3 separate regions of the Mus musculus genome follow, and regions 2 and 3 are each linked to region 1. Evidence: chromatin contacts called from public Hi-C and HiCAR-type data. All regions are on one chromosome and are shown on one strand. The core of a region is the stretch at or near the end of the contact, and the rest is flanking DNA. Distances in the headings are between cores, read along the strand shown. Region 1 holds the start of Ccdc191 (coiled-coil domain containing 191). Region 2 holds the start of Btla (B and T lymphocyte associated). Region 3 holds the start of Gap43 (growth associated protein 43).

Region 1 (4,683 bases), core at 1,082-3,581:
CCTGAGCCTTATGCTTCCTGTTTGATTTTGAAATGCCTTACCTTAATCCAGTGCCCCACATTATCAGGCTCAAATGAAGACTGTAGGAAATAGATACAAACTATTAATGCATAGCAATAGCTTCAGCAACACTACTGTCTTTAAGCTGTCTTCTCACTAAAGCATATGGAAAGGTAGCCTTCATCCTTTCCTCCCAACTTTTCACTGGCAAGTTCAGCACTGACTAGCAGGGAACGCGCATTAAACCACAGGAGAAGAAACAGGAGGCCTTGTCTGTGACATCCTTATCACTCCTGGCTACCTTGAGATTGTAATGTACTAGGTCTGTAGTCTAGGCATCAGCATTTTTTTTTTTATGTCTTAGTTCTCCAGGGCTAAGAGTCAACGTATAGAAGTATGTATTCTATATTCGGGTATAGAAACATTACTTCTCATGAAACCCATACAAACACTGTTTAGTTCACCTCTTTCTGCCATTTTCTGCTTAACGACTGTTATGGTCCTTTCTTTTCCTGTTTGTAGAAGTAGCCAGATGCCTTCCAGTCCTTCCTACACCTGAGATGTCTGATAAAACAGGAGTGGGGGGTGTGGAACAAAACTACTCAACTTGTACTGTTGTACCAAGCCTAAAACGAACGAAACAAATTAATCTCTACCCAGATCAGTCAGCTATTAACCTGAACTGAGAAATGGAGACCACAGGGAGCCTCCTCTGTTCTCTGACATCCAGAAGCTCACAGAACTCTAACAGCCACTGAGTAAGCAAGGGGATTTGCTTTGCAAAAATATTCGGGGTTTGTTTTTTTTTTTTTTTAAAACAACGGGACAAGAAACCAATCAACTGGCACAAGAAAGTTGCTGTAAAGGGTATAATATCCTCCCTCACTTACCTAACACTTCACCTTCATCTCACCTTACACACAATTAATGCAGCTGTTCTGTCTAAATAACTGTCATGGCAACAAAGAAAGAGCTGATCTTATTCAAACACAGTTGAATTTCAAGGCGCTCATGGATTTTACTTTATCCTCTAGACAGTAATAATGAGCACTATCAGGGGGGAAAAATCCCTCTTTTTGTAGTTCTAAGTTGTCCCAATTTTTTTTTTTTTTTTTTTTTTGCCTTGCATCATCAAATCTATATTCATATGCTATTTCGGGCCCCATCTATTATGCAATGGAGCAACCTCAGTTTCCACTCACTAATGCTCTGGCCTGTGCCCTCTGGTATCTGGAGCATGGTTTTCACTAAGCGGAATGTGCCCTGTGCACACAGCTGCTATATTTAGGATAACCCACAAGAATGATTACCTGGGGCCCCCACAAAAGCCACTCGTCTAAGAGGATTTTTTTTTCTTTTTACAGGAAAGTAAAACTGAAAGGTAAGAGCAGCTGGTGAAACTGCTCTGCTGCTGAAAGCTGAAGCCCCTCCATTTCAATACTCTCCTTTACATTTAAAGCATCTATTTTTGTGACTGTTAAGAGGTATTCTGGAAGGCACACTTGGTGTGGCTGTGACTTTGCATGGCTGTGACTTTTGTAATGTTCCAAGTTTTAAATGGTGTCTCTTTTATTTTTAATTACCCCCCACCCCCACCCCAATTCTTCCTCAACCTCCTGATGCCTTTAGGTGCTAATACACAGAAGAGGTAAGAGATACAGGGAGGCTCTAACTTTGAATGCTCGTGAAATTTAGAGATAACCATATGGATAAAGTATTGAGATACAACCATCTGGACTTCTGGGTTCATTTTAGATACCTTGTGTAAAACTGGAAAGGGAAAGATATAAGGGATAACGTCAGAGAATTTCGTGTGATGATTTTTTTTTTCCTTTTAAAGACCCCTTAACTCAGATTTGAAGGGGGCAGAAGAAAATGTGCGGAAAGTTTCCTAAAATTGGTGGCAGAGTAAGGATTAGGGGCAAATTCCCCTCACCATGATGGACACTAGGAGACCTCTCCATAGATAGAAATAATCCTTACAGGATGCAGCCCATCACAGTAGTGAGTACACAGACCCTTTGGCTCCTTAAATCACGCTACCTAGGGCTGTGCAGGCTCTAGGGTAGCCAAGGCCAGGTAAGGATGCCCCCGGGGGAAGAGTGAGGAAGCGCAGGGCGGGAAGCGGCTGGCTTCAGGACTGTGTGGCGCCTAGGGCCGGCCCATGTTCCTCAAAGCTCCCGACTGGGATCACCTTGAGATTCAGCTTCCTTGATAACCGTTTCCAGCGACTCAGCTCCATCTTCTTCTTTGAGGCGGACCCTCCCTGGGGCGCCAGCAGCACGTTTTGCACTCTCGGGCCTAGACTTCGGCCACAACAGAGACAACTGCGCCTCCTCCCAGACTGCTTTCAGGTGGTTCTGGGAGTTGTAGTTCTGCCACCTAGCAGCTAGACAGGGGTCAGACATTCCGGAACTACTACTCCCAGGAGGCGTTGCGCGGGAAGCTTGCTTTCACGCTGTTACTATGGCATCGGCGGAGGTCACTGGGCTTCTTTAGCAGGGCCTTTGCGTAATTCTGGCGCTTGGTGATGACGCAGAAATTCCGGATTGGCTCTGCGGCGGAGACCGTGGTTTAGTGGGCCAAGGGTTCTACGAGTCGGAACACGTGTTATCTCTTGCGAAGAGTTTAAGGGTCCTGAGGGTGCGGAGTTGTGTTATCAACCGGTGAGTGTTCCTTTTCCTTGTTGAGGGAGGGTGAATAGCGCCCACTTTTTTTTTTTTTTTATTGCGTTGCAGTCTTGTTCCCACCTCGTCATTACTTGGTTTCTTGTTGGTCTAGGCTTTTGCCAGCTCCGAGTCTCCCAGTGTGATTGCCAGTTACAGTTCAGAAAGAAAAGGACCTCCGTTCTCCTGGCCTCTGCCAGAGAATGAGCTTCTCAGCTGCAAGTTTTTCTGAGTTTAGCAGTTACTTGGGAAGCTATACGAATAGGAAAGTCTAGGGCTCCTGGGATGGCTAATGGAACTAAGGGAAAATTGAATCTAAATAGCCATGCCTGGATGTTGTCATGAACAGCCCACTGAAGGCGTGTGTGCTTTCAAGGCAGGGCAGAAATTCAGAACTGGAGCTTTGGACCCGGCCACTTGTTGGCAATTCAGCTTACTTACTGGCAAAATGGGATTGTACCTAAACCCTGGGAGTATTGTAATGATTGAAAAAGCAACGTGTGTAAAACATTCTGCCAGGGAATCTAAACCAAACTATAAACTGGTGGAAATATGATAAGGAAAGCTGTGCCCCATAGACCTAGCACCTGCCCTCTAACTTGAGTGTGAACCAGTAAGAACATTGTTGAATGGGCTGTGTTACGTTCAGACTTTCCGCTGTCTCAATGGTAGTTAGTTCTTTTGGAAGAGTTAGTTTCATGGCGATTTTTTGGAAGGTGTGCCTATTTTTTCCTGAATGAAAAGCAGAGTTCAGAGAAGTGCATATAATACAGTGTGTGTCCATTTTTGGAGAACAAGTGTGTTTAAATGTTTGGATGAGTCTGGAGAAAGGCTGTCAATTTGGAGAAGATGGCTTAGAGGTAGAGGGGCAAGATGGGAAAAGAACAATTACACTGTAGCAAAATGGGAACTATCACAGTTAATATGGAAACATTGTATTTGACAAATTTCAGTTTCTTTTAAGCCACTAGCCTATATTATAGCCTCTAAAACTAATACATCTATAATTCCAGTAACAACTCTGCCAGTTACTACTGGTAACTGTCTTAGTCACTGTTCTGTTGCTGTGAAGAGACACCATGACCAAAGCAACTGTTATAAAAGAAAACGTTTGATTGAGGGCTTGCTTACAGTTTTAGAGGTTTAGTCCATTATCATCACAGCAGGAAGCATGTTGGCATGCAGGCAGACGCCTGAGCAGTAGCTGAGAACTGCATTCTCATCCATAGGAACAAAGAGAATTGGCATGTACTTTTGAAACCTAAAAGCCAGTGACACATTTCCTCCAACAAGTCCATAACTCTTATCCTTCTAATCCTTTCAAATAGTACAACTCCCTGGTGACTAAGCATTCAAATATATGAGCCTGTGGGGGCCATTCTTACTCACACCCCACAGCGACTTTATTAGCTTCACTTGACTAGTTTATAAAATAAAGGTGAGTAGGGTCTGTGTTGTATTTGTTTTGAGGGTTAATGTAGTTAATGTATCAAGCATGGTAAGTACCCAATAAATGTAACTACTATGATTGTTAGGCCTTTCAATGGATGAAGTTACCATTTGCTTTTTTTGTTGTTGGGGTGGTGTCTCATTCTGTAGCCCTGTCTGGCCTGAAACACACTCTAGAGTCAGGCTGGCCTCAAACTTAACAGAGATTTGCCTGTCTCTCTGCCTCCCAGGTGATAGAATTAAATTATGTGCCAGCATTCTCTGCTGGATCCTTCCTTCCTCCTTTTCTTTGTTTCTTAAAGGTTTATTTTTCTTTTCTGTGTATGAATATTTTTGTGTACATGTATATATGTATACCACAAGTGTGCATGGTACCCTCAAGTGAGAATAGGAAACCCGATCTTCTAGAACTGGAGTTACAAGTGATTGTAAACTGCCATGTGCTGACTAGGGACCAGACCTGGTTCCTCTGCACCAATAGCAAGTTCTTTTAACCACCGAGCCAGTTCCCCAGACCTGCATCTTATATTTTTGATGTGCCTCATTGGGTTTATCTCTTTCTTATTTA
Region 2 (4,611 bases), core at 1,957-4,456, 1.3 Mb before region 1:
AATGGGAGGAGAGGCCCTTGGTCCTGTGTAGGCTCTATGCTTCAGTGTAGGGGAATGCCAGGGCTAAGAAGCAGCATCAGGAGTGGGTGGGTTGATGAGCAGGGGGAGGAGGGAGGGGATAGGGTATTTTCAGAGGGGAAACTAGAAAAGGGGATAACATTTGAAATGTAAATAAAGAAAATATCTAATAAGGGAAAAAAAAGAAAGAAAAAAGAAAAAGAGAAAGAAAGGTGCAGGGAAGTCCACTTTCACTTCCCTTCAACTGATTTTCTCACATCCCCAATACAGTCTGCTACAGAGATGGCAGACTTGACACTGGATCTCAAGCCCCAGATATAGTTGACTCTGTCTCTGTGGTTAAAAATCCACCCATTGTTCCCCAGTGTCCACTTTCCTTTTCTAGTATCACAAATGAAAATGAAGTGAGCCACTCCCATCCAGCTCAGAGCTGAACACCTCGGTTTCTCCTACTGATGACTTGGGAACTGTGGACTATTTGTGATGGATGTGAACTCCAGGTTGTTCATTAGATGAACATGGCAATTAGGGAAAAGGCAAAAAATGTTAACGAGACCTACCAGCTCAACTTGATTTTCATCTTTCAGGCGTCCTGAGGAGCAGTGATTTCTACTCTACTTCAATCAGGAGAGAAATGATGGTCTTGAAACTAGGGGAGTTTTTCTCTGTATTTCCCCACTCTTGAGAAACACAAAAACCCACCTCCTTAGAATTTCATATTACTATAACGGTGGGAAATATTGTTAAACCATCCTTAAATAAGTTGAAAATATAGTGTTGTAAAGAATTCCATAGTTACTGAAAGTCATAGGACTTCTTCAGACTATAAAGGCTATTTATGTCATTAGTATAATTTTAAGGAATGTATCCACTATCGGTTTTGTCCAGAAGAATAAATTTTTACAAAAGATTACTTTTTACATTCTTCTTTTGAAGGGAGGGGACAGCAGGGTGCTGAGAATAGTCTAAGCCCTCATTATGTTACGTAAGTGCTCTATCACTGAACCACCCTTCCAAAACTCACCAAATGCTCCTTTCTCGACCTATATTCTTTTAAAATATATTTTATTACATTTATTTAATGTGTATATGCACATGTGTGTGTGCATGTGCACTGGAGTGTGTGTGTGTGTGTTTGGGGGGATAACACATGAATAGGGATTAGAGAGAATATTAATAACTTTCAAGATTCCAGGTTAAGTTTTCTCCCTCTACCATGTGGGTCCTAGGGATTGAACACAATTTATCAGATTTGGCAGCAAGCACCTCTACCCACTGAGCCATCCTATCAACACCCAGTCTATGTTAGTAATTTAATATGAGCAACATTGTAATCCACCATAAAAACTGCTGAATAAGGCACCTGGCCTGTGCTTATCTAAATCTTTCCATTTCATTTTCTCTATATATTGATTTATTATGTTTGGGGATAAAAATTTCAAACAAAATATTAATTATTTGAAGCAAGTATTAGTGAGACATTAATAACAAAGCATGAAGTCAGAGCTAGACATAAGTAAAATGTTCTAGTCAAAACACAGTGACTACAGCTAATTATTTTAAAATTAAGATCTGGTAAATTTAAAATGATAAGTATGTAAGGTCATAGGCAAGTTAGCTCAATTGATTTAAACATTCTACAATGTATGCCTGCATTATAATCTTACTTCATAACTAAATATCTATAGCATTTGGCGATTTTTAAAACTAGATCTACTTAAGGTTTTAATGTTAAACCTAAGTTCTCATTTAATTGGATTTTATCAAAGGTACTGAAGGAAAAAACTATTGGCAAAGGTCACCATTAACATTTATCAAGCTTTAATTGCATCTACTTACCATAGCTAGGCACTATAGGTATAAGAAAAGGCCAACTGCTAGGTATAATTATATATTTTTTAATGAAGAAAGGAAAACTAAGAAAGGAGAAGAAACTTAACTGAGTTCATAATGTAAGTAGCAGAGGGAATAAATACTCCCACCTGATAACCAAGTTTCTGTGCGTAATAAATACCAGATTATAACATACTGGGTAGAAGAATATAATGCGAATTACAACCCCAATTGTGCTATAAAATTAAAAATATTTCCTTTGTTTCACAGAGTCCAGTCTGCAAGAGGTCCCTTAGAATTAAATAGAATTAATATTTGACTCCTCTTGTCTTTCAGAGGTGGGTAATAATAAACAAGGGCTTGAATGACTAAGAAGAAGTTCTACTCTGCTCTTGGCTAGGTGGTCTTGTGACATCAGATCATTGAATCCTAAACCTCACAGTTCCAGATTTCAAGATGACATTCCACAGGACCTCAGTGGTTCTATTTTTCAATCCAACACGAATGTGCCCAGTTGCTACACGTGTGATGGTGGAAGATAAATAACCCAAGGATCCCAAGCATTACAGACCTTGTCTTCATAAACTATGGAGAATTGTTTCCTATTTTCAGTTGGCGACCATTCACAAATCATCCTGTCCAGACAAACTAAAGCGACACTCATGATTTACTCTTCAGCCTCACATCGAGAAGCCTGCTTAGTACTCTCATAGTACACCCCACAGTATTCTCATAGTATACCCCACAGAAAGAAGGAGGCAGTCTATTTAGATTGAACATTATTTGAGTGTAACCATGGCCACAGCTATAACCACAAGTATCCAAAAGCTTTCCCACCCCAGTAAGCACTACAACATCCTGCTGACATCTGATACCAAGACATGAACGTAACAAGTCTTTTCTGTTAGCATGGCAGCCACAGAGAGTTTTGTAATAGTGACAAATCTGTACTGACACATTTATAACATCTGCTCAAATCTCTTCACTTACCATCAGGACCTGGTTTTAGGAAACTTAGCTCCAGCTATGGATCAGTTTTTGCTCTGTAGCCAGGTGAGTAGCATGTCCTAACTTCACTCACATCCTGGAGCGTTTTCAAGAAGCAAAAGGGACTCATCACTCTGAGCTATATATGCCCTGGACATGAACATCCCTCTCCACAGAGCAAGCTCAACTATCACTGACAGGAACCCCGAGGAAGAAAACCAGCTTTCTTAGTAGGTCCCTTACCATTCCTCTTAGTAGCTTTCTCACAAAGGATGCTCCAGAGGCCCAGATGGAGGATGAAGAATTCCCTAAATAACCGAGGAGTCCCAAGCATGGCAGGCACTGTCTTCATTCCCAGCACGTGTCAGGTAAGGGCAAACTTCCTCTTCCTCCCTAGAGATCTTCAGAGCTGGGTCACGTTATTCACACTAGCAGCATCTTAGGCCAAAATAAATTAATTAATTTAAATCAAATCAGGAGACCTGGTGGGAGAGGACAGTGTGAGTAGTCCGAAGGATTTGTGAGAGCAAGAGGCCCTGCTGTGGTTTTGTTTCTGATCCGACCTGCTGTTCTCTTTCAAGCCCTCTGATGTGCAAAGCAGCTGGCTCCTTGCTTCCGCTCTGCCACCATTCTTGCATAACCTTGAGGTTTTTCTCAAAGTGAACAATTAAACTTAAAAAAAAAAAGATCTAAATTGTTACAGTCTTTAGGTTTAGATTCTGATCAAATCAGGGTCAGGAAATTCATACAAAAAGTACCTATGGTAAGCATATATTTCCCCTTTTTATAGTTTGTGATTATGATACTTCATCAGTGTAATGTATCTTACAACCCTCCCCCCATGCTCCCATAAAGGCACAGTAAGATGAGAATGTTCCTTGTCATGAAACCAATGAAGACTTATCTGACGTTATGGAGAAAATGACTGACAGGGTGCATTTCATCAACAGAAGAGGGAAGGGCCTCCTTCTTCAGTCTGTAGATGCCTATCAACGGAATACATGCTTGCCGTTAGTACTAGCTACACGATCTTCCTAAATATTAAAGTTCTAAGCAAAATGAGCACTTGAGTGCCAATTAGAGGAAACTTTCATTTTCCGCATGCTTTATGTGGTTGTTGTCGAGATGAAGCAGTAAAGTAAGAAATGGAAAAAGTTCAAAATTGGATAGCTCAGGGTTGCTGAGGGGCTGTGGGCACGCAGCCCACGTTCAATCACTAGCTTATAACAACAGGAATTTGGTAATTCCAAATGGAGAGGTGGCACCTGTGCAGTTTAACTCATTGAATGAAATTGAGAAATCTTTCCCTCAGAGGCTAATGGTACCCTTCCAAGGCCAAACTCCATTTAGGGTACCTATTGCATATTTGTCCAGATAAGCCACAGTGGCTGGAATACCAACATGAGTGAACGCCGCTCCAGAATTTAAGGAACTCAGCCAATCCATGCTGATGCTCACGCACCCCTGGTACGCCAGATGATACAGGTAGTCTGCAGAGCTCCTAGAATCTGCACTGTTGACCAAGGAAGCACCCTGCTTATGGTTCATTTTATACAACTCATCCCCCTTCCTTGCTCAGAATGGGGTGCAAAACTCCTGTTGGCAGTAGAAACAAGGCTCAATGTACCTCTAAAATAGCCTAAGAGGTTTCGAAGAAAAGCCTTGAATCACCACCCATCCTAAAGCTCGAGATATCATCCAAACCACAAATAAACTCTGTCAACTCCAGACCATCATAGTTCTCTAGTGGTTCTTGTTCTCTCTCCTCCTCCC
Region 3 (4,396 bases), core at 771-3,270, 1.5 Mb after region 1:
AAAACAGCAAGGAAAGCTAGGAGAGATTCTGAGGTAGCGGAGGACAGAGAAGGGAAAGACAATGATCTTATGGCTTGAGCAATAAACCCCATTTTAGTGGTAAAAGGTAAAAGAAGTTATTTCTTCTCCGACACTCACAGCTCTGCAGGCAGGCCGGGCTTCCTCCCTTTGGTCCTTTCTAGCACTAGAAGACTGATTCTAATCCCTAGCTTCAATGTTTCCATTAGGAGTCACTTCTCATCCATTCTCTGCCCTCTTCTGTCACTTATGTCCATGGAAGCTGGTTTTGAAGACTCAGCTCTGACAGGGATTATTGCAAAGTTAAGAGACTATTAAACCCAGAATGTAGGTATTTTTTTTAAAGAAAATCATAAAGTATGAAAACCAAGGAACACAAGGAGGGGGGGGGGCAACAAATGGCTTCGCGTTGTAAATTGGGTCACTCTCAGAGAGACGCCCTAGTGTTAATTTCTAACCATCATCCCTAGTATCACCATCACTGACTCTGGCCATCTTTTAAAAGGCGTGCCCCTTAATCTATTAAGTAGGCTCTCAGCAGTTCCAAAATAAACATGATAGCACGTTGTCTGCCCGTTGTCTGTTAAAAAAAGTTCATGTCTAGGAGGGATAAAGAACAACATGAGCTATTTAATTAGATACTTGTCATCAGTAATGAACAATAAGAAATCATCTGGAAAGTTCTTTGACGTAGTCACTTAGAAATGTTACCAACATTTCAGAAAAGTTGTCTGTAAAACTACCTATGTCAAGAGTGGCTCCAGAGTGTCCTGTGCACATTGCCTCCCGTCCTAAAATGTGTTGGCATGACTGACATTATTATAGCCACTTTATAGATGTAAAGGGCTCTCCAAGGCCACACAATACCAAATGTCTAAACTTTGCACAATACAGATTTACAAGTCATATCGCCCCCCTCCCCCCAGAATAGCAGAGGCACTAGAAGGAACTGAGGTGGACTTCATGGTATGCATCTTTCCTCAAGACAGAGTTTACCTGTGTCCATTGCTCTCAGAATGTAAGACATTAAATGTTAGTGTTACAGAAATCTGTCATTCACAGACACTAAGCTAATTAGAAAGAATCACAACTGTCAAAGAAGCTTGTGTGCATAAGCAAATAACCCACTATGTAGTTTTAGATATGGAGTCTAATTCCTAGACCATAGTTTATTCCACATTCAAGTGCTCAGAATGCTTGACTGCTGTGTGTGTGTGTGTGTGTGTGTGTAGCGTACTGACACATTTGTAGGTGATATATTTGTGCATAGCTAAGAGTATCATATGTGTGCAGTTAGGTTATATAAATAAAATCAGTTAGTGTTGAGAAAACTGAACCTCCATGATTATCAACTGCGCGTAAAATCTAATGGCAGCTGTAACTTATGTGCACCTCTAGGTCCTCTTTGCATTTTCCTTCTTGTGGTACTGGGAAAGAGGAGAGTTAGAAAAGAAACAGGAGCATTCCTCGGGCCCCACTTCCCTAAAACATGTTCCATCCAATCTCTCCAACTCTCTGGAATATCCTTTCTACCCCCACCCCATAGCCCTCCCAATGCAGTGCGGAAAGTCAGTGGGTAATTGGGTCCAGATTGGAGGTGTTTAAATATTCATGAGGCTGGCAGGGGACTGGGAGGGGGTGACTGTCTAGAAATGGGGGTAGGGGCTACGGGAAGTGATTAGTCACTGGAAGCTAGCAAACAATTCTGAGAAAGGGACCCAGGGAGAAGGAAGAAAAAGATTGGGTGGGGAGTGGAGGAAAGAGGAGAAGGAAGGAAGGAAAAGGAGAGAGGAAGGAAAGAGGAGGAAGGGACGAGAGGGAGAGAGAGGGGGAGAGAGGGAGAGAGAGAGAGAGAGAGAGAGAGAGAGAGAGAGAGAGAGAGAGAGAGAGAGAGAGAGAGAGAGAGAGAGAGAATGTGCGTGTGCGGTGAGCAATAGCTGTGGACCTTACAGTTGCTGCTAACTGCCCTGGTGTGTGTGAGGGAGAGAGAGAGAGAGAGGGAGAGGGAGGGAGAGGGAGGGAGGGAGGGAGAGCGCGCTAGCGCGAGAGAGCGAGTGAGCAAGCGAGCAGAAAAGAGGTGGAGAGGGGGGGAATAAGGAAGAGAGGAGGAAAGGAGAGAAGGCAGGAAGAAGGCAGGGGAAGATACCACCATGCTGTGCTGTATGAGAAGAACCAAACAGGTAGAGCTAAAGATTTCTTTTTTACTTCTTTGCTGTTGTGAAATTATCAGAGTACAGGGTTTCCTCGTGAAAGGCAGAAAAAAAAATTTTTTTTTTTAAAAAAAAACTGCTTCTGCCCTGGCATGATGCTCTGGCTTCCTTAGCATACGGTAACTGATGCTTGCATCCCGGCGTTATTCTTTTCTGCCTTTCATGATCTGGTTTTTGGAATGCTGCTACTAATTAGGGTAAGGGGAGAGAAATATGCCGGCTTGGCTAGAAATATGATTCCCCTCGCCTATTAGTAAGTGCTCAGCCGCTAGGTCTCTGGTTTTGAGGGTGTGGATGCAGAAAGGGGTGTGGGGACGATGTGGGCTCTATCTACGAGATCAAAAAAGCTAATCTTGATATTATTTGTGGAAAATTAGGTCTGGGGGAATTATAGTCACATTTCAACATTGCCTGTTCCGTGATTCAAATTTTCTCACATGTGCCGCGGAAGATACCTGATTTCGTGCTCGCGTGAGCTTCAAAGGGGCGCAGGTGTATGTGGGAAAACATGTGAAGGTTTTATTTATTTATTTAACGAATGAATGAAACTGATTTAGGAGATTTTTTATTTTTTAAAGAGAGCCTAAAGACAACAAGGGTTGGGGGAGAACTGCCTATGCCGAGGGGGAAAACCCCCTTCCTGAGATCAGGAACGGATTGTGTGCCAGCTGGTCCGGGAAGAGGATGGACCACGCCCCTAGGAGCTTTGAGCTGAGATGGGATGGGAAAGGGGAGCCGAGCCCGTATTACCTGTTGGAAACCGGGGCTTTTCTCTTTCCCCTCTTCCTGTGAGTCTTTGCTGGCATTAGCAGTGACCTGAGGTGTGTTAATATCCTGGAGGAGGGTGACTCGTGGTCCTCAGGATGAGGGACTGTCCAAGAGGAGCTAGAATCCCAATCCCCCACCTCCCCTCCCCCACCGCCTAGATTATTTTTTTCCATTTTATTTCAAATTGCTCACTTATTTCGTGAAAGACGTTTTAGAAACTTAATTGAGGTGAGGGTGCTTGGGATCCTGCAGTCATCCACAGCACAGGAACGCTCTCCAAATGTAGCCTTCAAACACCCCTAGGAGCATGTTTGAGTGATTTTTAGAGAAGGTTAAGAAAGAAAAAAATGGGTGTGGGGTTGGAATGAGTGTGTGTGCCTGTGTGTGAGTGTGCCCATGGCGGGGTGGGGTGGGATGGCAGTCGTGGTTGTAGACCCCCTCTGCAAACTGATTGCTGTAAGGGCGGGGTGCAAGACAGGGGTATTTGGCATTATTCTTGTGCAGGTATTGGAAATTGGACAATTTGTTAGACACTTTCTGAATCCAAAGGGGATGGGGGAGGGTACAGAGGAAACAGCCCTTCAGCCTGGCCACATGCAGCCAGCGCCCTGGAAGGAGGGGTGGGGGGTGGGGAAGAGGAAGGACTAGAAAAAGAGGTAAAAGCCAAATGCCAAAGTAGTTAGAGGAGAAGCAAGCCTACAATAAACAAACAAGCAAATAAATAAATGCAGATCCTTGGCTGTGAAGGGGTGAATGGAGAAAAGTCTGGCAAGGCGGGGCAGGGGGGGTGTTGCTGCCTGTATTTCTCTAACTGCTCTTGGTTCCAGAAACTGATACTTCCATTGGAACATTTGTAAACATTTATTCCCATGTCTTCCTTCATTTTGATATATGAATGTAACAGATACAGGTGCCAGGGGGTTAAGCACACCCTCAGAAAAAGGTTGCAAGATGACTGCACTGGCCAGCTGGTAAAATACAATTTAGGAAGGTGGAGCCTTAAGGAAACCAATGCTATTCGTTTTAAAGGCTTGGATTTTGGAAAGAAAAGTGTGGCTGGCTGACAGCTTGTTCCCACCCTATTTTTGTGCATGGGAGTATCCACACATATCCTTCAGTAAAGGGAACCAAGCATGGTTTATAGACAGGGAATTGGGGCTAACGGAATTCCCTCCCAAAAGAATGAGGACAGCTGCTTCCACTAGCTTCCTCTCACTGACAGCCCGGAGCACACACTCTGATGTGCAAAGTGATGAAGATGAAATTACGTGTTTAGGGACTTGTAGGAATTTGCATGTAAATGTGTACAGCATGCACATACTTCCAATGCAACCATTACGCATGTGCTCTGTATGGATTTCACATGCCTCCCTGTGCTTTAGCATCACTGATGTGAAGGA

What was found. Hi-C and Micro-C count contacts between places; a contact is called where the count stands out from the background. HiCAR-type assays count read pairs that join an accessible place to other places.
Region 2: a Hi-C map of B cells shows a contact between it and region 1, with 6 read pairs. The contact joins the promoter of Btla here to the promoter of Ccdc191 in region 1.
Region 3: a HiCAR-type map of astrocytes shows a contact between it and region 1, with 4 times the contacts expected there. The contact joins the promoter of Gap43 here to the promoter of Ccdc191 in region 1. A contact is called at or near these places in 1 of 39 promoter capture datasets (cranial neural crest) and 2 of 115 datasets of contacts at active chromatin or transcription factors (astrocytes and embryonic forebrain).

What each region holds. Positions count from the first base shown.
Region 1 is chr16:43,887,550-43,892,232 of GRCm38.p6, reverse strand. Ccdc191 (coiled-coil domain containing 191) reads right to left here and starts at 2,331. Exons shown (of 16, transcript NM_027801.1): 1 at 2,195-2,331. The coding sequence starts at 2,242. Qtrt2 (queuine tRNA-ribosyltransferase accessory subunit 2) reads left to right here and starts at 2,557. Exons shown (of 9, transcript NM_001356329.1): 1 at 2,557-2,666.
Region 2 is chr16:45,222,932-45,227,542 of GRCm38.p6, reverse strand. Btla (B and T lymphocyte associated) reads right to left here and starts at 3,206. Exons shown (of 6, transcript NM_001037719.2): 1 at 3,082-3,206. The coding sequence starts at 3,190.
Region 3 is chr16:42,338,275-42,342,670 of GRCm38.p6, reverse strand. It overlaps Gap43 (growth associated protein 43), which reads left to right and starts at 2,020. Exons shown (of 3, transcript NM_008083.2): 1 at 2,020-2,198. The coding sequence starts at 2,169.